Regions from separate parts of the Astyanax mexicanus genome. Here region 2 is linked to region 1. A link is a contact called in public Hi-C data. All regions are on one chromosome and are shown on one strand. Each heading gives the region's core, a stretch centred on a gene start, on an enhancer-like site or on the middle of the called end of the contact. The rest is flanking DNA. Distances are from core to core; before and after follow the strand shown.

Evidence for each region. Hi-C and Micro-C count contacts between places; a contact is called where the count stands out from the background.
Region 2: a contact with region 1 is called in a Hi-C map of muscle, with 15 times the contacts expected there. The contact joins the enhancer-like site here to the promoter of sik2b in region 1. A contact is called at or near these places in 3 of 3 Hi-C or Micro-C datasets (blood and muscle).

The regions. Positions count from the first base shown.
Region 1 is chr18:3,189,664-3,193,024 of AstMex3_surface, reverse strand. It overlaps sik2b (salt-inducible kinase 2b), which reads right to left and starts at 1,430. Exons shown (of 15, transcript XM_022675039.2): 1 at 848-1,430. The coding sequence starts at 985.
Region 2 is chr18:3,292,925-3,296,294 of AstMex3_surface, reverse strand. ppp2r1bb (protein phosphatase 2, regulatory subunit A, beta b) reads left to right here. Exons shown (of 15, transcript XM_007229378.4): 11 at 1,081-1,141. Among protein-coding and RNA genes, the nearest start is that of ppp2r1bb, 18 kb to the left of the region's middle. Within about 2 kb of position 1,689, the one cell type or tissue checked has an H3K27ac peak away from gene starts, as active enhancers do.

The DNA.
Region 1 (3,361 bases), core at 181-2,680:
GGACATTCTGAGAAGCCAGCTGGTGCAAAACAGAAAATGCAAAAAGAAGCATGGGAAGGTCTACCTGTTAGACACCACCACTCCAGTACATTCTGAGGAACCAGCTACTGCCTAAAACGAAGCTGCATGAAGATCCACCAAAGTGTGTATTACCACCACTAGCGACAACTACCAGACCAGTATAAACCATAATTCTAGGCAGAAGTTATAAAGCCTCTTTACAGATACAGATTTCAGATACAATTCTGAAGGAACAAGCATGGAAAGATCCACCAAAATGCGTTAGTTACCACCACCACTCCAGTATAAGCCCTAATTCTAGACAGAAGTCAAAGAGCCTAAGTTATACCAAACACAACTCTGAGAAGCCAGCTGCTGCAAACAAGAAGATGCATGGAGAAGCATGGAAAGATCCACCAAAATGTGTTGTAGCACCACTGGCTACAACTACCAAACCAATATAAGCCCTAATTCTAGGCAGAAGCCATAGAGCCTCTACACCAGACCCAATTCTGAGAAGCCAGCTGCTGCTGCTTTAAACAAGAAGATACAAGCAGTAACTCCAGACAAGCATGGAGAAAGGTCTACTACTAAAGTGTTAGCTAGTTAGTTAGCTAGCTTAAATAGCTTATAACTGCACAGAGAGCCTGGAAGAGCTCCTCTATACACACGTGTGTCTTCAGACAACCTGCTGCTCTGATGTTCCTCAACATTGTAACACTTCAAGAGAGAAATGTAGCTACAGGACAACAAACAACAACAACAGCAGTAGCAGTAACAGTAACACACTCTGGAGCAGAAGTTGCTGCTGTTTCTCTCCACAGTCTGGGCTGATACTCTCACTCACCTCGGTCTTGGTGATCCGGTGTCTCGCGAGCTTCACCACGGCGAAGTTGCCCTTGCCCAGAGTGCGCTCGATATCGTAGAAGCCCACCCGGACCGGAGCCCGGAGCCCTGCTTTCTGGTGACAGTCAGCCATGACCATGCTGTTCGGCAGCAACACACTCAGTGAGAGGGGGGAGATAGATAGCTACACACACTCTTACACACTCTTACACACACTCACACTTCTTGCACAGCCCCAAGTCACAGATAACGAGGCAGCGAGAACACGCTGTCTACCCCTCCTCTCCTCCACCTCCTCCCTCTCCTCCTGTTTTTAAAACACGTCTGCTGAACATTAGCTTAAAATAAAGACCTTAAATAATAAAAGACGACGAGGACAGCAAAGGCTTCAGCAGCCGGACTCAGAGAGAGAGAGAGGGAAAGAAAGAAACAAGTCACAGCATGCTCTCTCTTTTTCTCGTTCTATTCTTCTATATCTCTCTCTCTCTCTATTTCCCCTCTCTCATACAATAGAGCTCTAATGTTTCAGCTCCATTAGCCCGAGTGCACGAGCTGGACTCGCTCGCGCGAGGAGCAGGAGGAGGCGTCCTGTTCCCTCCGTTGACGTCCATTGACGTCAGAGCCTATGGGGGTATTAGTGGAGGGGGCGGGGCTTCCGAGCCCTTCAGCACGCCGCTGCCAACTCGTTGCCACGGGCGACCCCGAGCCTCCTCTTACGTCAGCGGTCAGCTTTAACGGCTCTGGGGCTGAACTGGAGTGAATGATCGCGAGCGCCTGGAAGTTCGGTTCAGTGGTGACGAATCGATTCACCGACTCCCGCGATTCACCGAGTCGAACGTCCAACGATTCAGCGACTCGTTGATTCACTCACACGAGCGGATTCGAAATGATTATGGCCACTGAATTATTATACCCTTTCAGACCTGAATTATCTCTATTGTTTTTTTAAGTAAAGAAAAATATAATAAGCTGATTTTTTTATGATCTTTGGTACGTTTTTAGTAGTTTTCTTAATTTAATTTTTTAGTTAAATTGTTTTTAATTTTGGTTTGTTTTAGCCTAAATTTCTTTTATTGTTTCTTTCTTTCCTTTCATTGAATTTGTATGTATTTGTATGTATTGTATGGTTTATTTATTCATCTGTAGTTGCATTTGTTTCGTTTTATTACCTTTGATTTTTTTTACATATGATTTTATGATTCTTTATTTACATTGTTTTATATTTTTTATAATATCTTATTTTTTATTTTTATTATTTATTTAATTTTATTTTATTTTATCCCTTCCCTAAGTATTTGCTCGGCTGCATTGTTTAAATAAAGGTTGATTGATTGATAAAAAGCCTTAGAATTGTTGACTACTCACTTAAAAAAAGGTGTTGGAATTTTTAACAAAAAAAAGGTGAAGAAAAACATGGAAGTCTTGTGTGACATTTTTTTTTTATTTTGTTAAAAATTACAATAATAATAAAATTTATCATATGTGTTTTAGAGTCAAGCAAGTGTTAAATTTTGTAATGTATTTATATATAATATCAATAGTACACAAAATATTACACAATCCAATAAAATAAGCATTAATTCCGAAATTCATTCTGAAAATTAATATTAAAACAAATACATAAACAACAAAGCACATATCAAACACAGATATATTCGTATTAGTTCATTTATTTAATCATATATGCATATATTTAAGGTAAATCATTCACAAACGAATTGATTCACCGAGTCGAACGTCCCGATTCAGTGACTCGTTGATTCACTCACACGACCCGATTCGAAGTGATTATGGCCATTGAATAAATGTAAATGTTTTTTTTATTGCATTACATCTTTTAAGTTTGATGATGGAAAAACAACCTTAAAACAACATTTATTTAACATTATCTAATAGGTACTGATTAATGTTGAAATTCCGACATTGAATTAACGTTTATTTAAAGCTTTTGAATGGTTGAGGCTCTGAATCTACACTTACAACAATGCTTTAGGAGAAATATGCCTCCCACAAATAATAATACTAATATATATAATTTTTAAATGTCCCATTATGCGCTGAAACACCACAGTAAAGGCTATAACAAATAAATACAGACAAGATATAAATTTTAATGTAAGTAAAATTTAATACAAAAGCATATATATAAAACCATAACATTAAATTAATGTTGAATCAACATTAGCAAAGAAAAATGTTTAAATGAACCTAAGTAAGGTCGTTTTCCATTTTGCACTGTAGTTTGTGGTGAATTAAAGTGAGCAAAACAAAATCACCACGGCTGAATTTATCTGAACTATGAGATAACTATGCAATATAAGTAAGAAAGTACAATTTCACACTTTTTTTTCTATTTTTTATACTTAAAGTAAAAAAAAAACATAATTTTCTATTGTTGTATATCTATAATTATACTACCATAATACTATAATCCTATAAAGTGAGAAGTACAAATAAAGATCTGAGTTACAGCAGAGAAGCCTTAGAAATTACATCATAAAAAAGTTAAATTAAG
Region 2 (3,370 bases), core at 440-2,939, 100 kb before region 1:
TTCTAACATTTTGAAATATCGTTCACTAATTATCACATCAGGGTTCTACTTTTTTTTGCTGTTTTTAGGAAAAGAAAAATTCACACTGTTCTCATTTCCCGTTATATATCTACTAGAAACAGATTATATCTGTTCAGTATCATTTATTTTACTGTAATCATGGATATATGGAGATATTTGCAGTGCATTATTATTATTGTTAGTATCATGACATTCTGGATCATTGACTTCTGTTACAAATCTGATAAAATTATTATATTTTTTAATATCTCAGTTAGTGTGCCATATCATATTGTATGCAATAATAAAATTAAAATTTCACTTTGTTGCATTTGTTTGTAGTGTATTTTCAAAATAATTTTTTAACTCTATTTTCATATCGCCAAGAGTATAGTTATTGTGAAAATACCATGAAATATAGTGATGTTATTGTAGGGCCATATCGCCCACCCCTATTCTGAGGGAAGCCCAGATATCCATATAATGTACAACAGATCATAAAGGGCCAATAAGATGATGTTACCAAGACCTGAGAAAGCCCTGTCTTCAGAAAGGGGGGAGAGAGTGCAGAAATGATTGTCCATTCTTTAATTCCTCTTTGTTGGGGAGCTGAAATTAGCTTTTTTTTATTATATTTTTCCGCTCCTCCTTAAATTCTGCAGCCAGCCCCTGCCATTTGTTGCACCATTTAAGGTGGAACTGGAAAGTTGGCTAGTAAGCTAGCTACTGAGACAACTACTAGCAATCTTTTTTTAAATTTTTTAATGCTTGTTATGAAGAATTTGGCCATAAAACATTAAAACTACACATTAAACTATAGTAATATAGAGCTAATCCTTACTTTTTAACAATTTAAATACTGAAATTTGTGGGTTTCTTTGCTTTCTTTTACTGTGATCTTACCAGTGAATCTCATACCCCTCGGTTTGAAGTGTGCATCTGAAAAATCTTCGTATGAAGGGCGAGCAAGCCCTGTCCCTTTCCCTAACCTACCCCTCCAGCCAAGGGGTGAAATGGGATTGGGCCTTAATTAAATCTCTTTCTTTCTCTCTTTCTCTAATGTCTTTTTTTCTTTTATAGGGAGTGGAGTTCTTTGATGAGAAGCTGAACTCTCTGTGCATGGCGTGGCTGGTAGACCATGGTAAGTGTGCCCACCTTTCACTCCGAGTGTGAAATAAGTGTGAGTGCAATAAGTCTGCTGACTCTTTGGATCATCCAGTTCTCACTCACTCACTCACACACACACACTCACTCTCGCACGCACAGTAGCATAGTTAGCGCATTGCAGCTGCTAGGATTACCAAAGGGAGCTGCTGTTTCTTCTGCCTTGCCCCGCCCTTTTCCACTGTTCTGCCAAAGAGTGGTTTGGGGGGAGAGGAGGACGTGCTTCACCGCAGCTCCCGCTCTTCTCTCTGCTAATGACGAGACTCCAGCTGATAAGAATCCAGCAGCACCCAGGAAATTCCTCAGAGTTTTGCCCCTTTCCTCAGGTTTTTTCGCCCTTTTTTAAACTCTCTCACCTTTCCTCATGCCCCCTCTCGCTGTTTACTTTCTTTTGCTTTTGGGTTCAACTTAGTTTAATCAGTTCTTTTTCTTTTTAGTGCGTATAAATCCCCTCCCCGTCTCCTAATTGCTTTCCTGGCTGCTGTGTGGTCTGCTCACAGGAAAAGCCGCTCGCTATCGCAGCCGCTGAGAATGTAGGTCAGCGCAGCGGCCTGCCCCGGCTCCTCTGCTTCGGCAGCTTTGATGATCCACCGTGTCTCCATCACTTCCATTTCACACACTCTGTCTCAGAGCGCTGGGTGCGCGCTTCTGCTTTTCATGCTCCTGGGCTGGATGAGGAAATGGGATTTGACTTTGGTGGATATGCTCTTCGTTCCTTGCGGTGCTCCCAGTGATTTCCACTTAAATTATTTCTCCTAAATTTGCATATGACTCACCAAATACTGAGAGATTAATACTTTTACTTCATGCTGTGTTTTTTTAAAGAGATTTTTTTAGGTCATGTCGATCCTCGTCTTGCTTTTATGCCCTAAAATCTGCATTTAGATGTGTCAAATGCTGTTTTGATTATCCAAATGGCTTTGATTACACCCTAAATCTGTACTGATCTAGTTTGGTTTGGAAGTTTTGGGCGCAGGCATACAGATGCACCCAAGCATGCAGTATGCCATCAGCTGCCAGAGTCCTGAGAGAGCACAGTTGGCCTTGCTCTCTCTGGGTGGGTACAGTACAGTAGATAACGCTCTTTTCTTTCCCCTCATCACTCCTAGGGTGATGTGGATCAGCACAAGGCTGCGTCTGTGAGCTGATGTATCAGAACTGAGTCGCTGCGCTTTCCTCCGAGCGTTAGCGCTGTGATGCTACTCGGCAATGCTGCATCAGCAGCAGTTCAAAAAGAGGCGGAGTCTGACTTCCCCTGTGTCAGAGGAGGCGTGTGCTAGTCTTCACCCTCCTGGTGTTGGAGTATCACTAGTGTCCTAATGGGTCATTGGCCTTGTAAACTGGGGATAAAAAATAGGTTAAGAATTAGAAATAAAAATAACCACACCAATATTGGAATTAAATCTATTGGTAGATGAATGTGTAAAGAAGGAGAAAAGTAATATTGTAAAATTTGTCAAATTATGCACTATTTTTACAGTCTGGCAAAGAAAAAATGTGCAGTCTTTTTACACTGCGGCTACCGTATCGGGGGAAAAAAGCTTTATTTTCTATGCTACTACACTAAAAGAAGTAAAGAGGTCAAAATTACATTAATCTTTTCTTTTAGCTGAATCAACTTTACCGCCATTTATCTTTTTATGGCTGTGCTTGCTGTTTAAAGACTGTGTGCAGACCAAGCAATTGGCCCACCTAATAAAAGCTACAATCGGTGCCACCCAATGTCCACTGTATGTCTGGGAGTACAAACACACCAGACAGTTCTTAGAGAGCAGTACTGAGCTTTGATTTTGACATTTCAAAATGTATAAAGCCTTTTCTTTGTCTGTCTTTTTATTAGGCTGATTGTTTATCAGTATTGTGAACATAATGGTGTCTTGCAGCTTTAATATGTTACTATTTATTTGAATATCTAATTTTTTCCATCCCTTACATTTTAGCTGTAGTGATCTAGCTGTTTTTTTTTTGTTTCTTTCTTTTCTTGATTGTTCAGTTTCTCAGTTGTGTTTGTATGATGGTGCAGTTAGTAAAGCCAAATATGAAATTGACTGTATTAAGAGTTTAAACTGTTTTGATTTGTTTGTAGTTGTTGTTGGTTGTTGTGCTGAATTATGACTTCCCACCACAATAAGAGTCCCCTAAAGCATGTTTCTGTTTGTTGAGAAGAGCAACTTATTGTTTTATTTATAAACAGAAGCAGTATGGG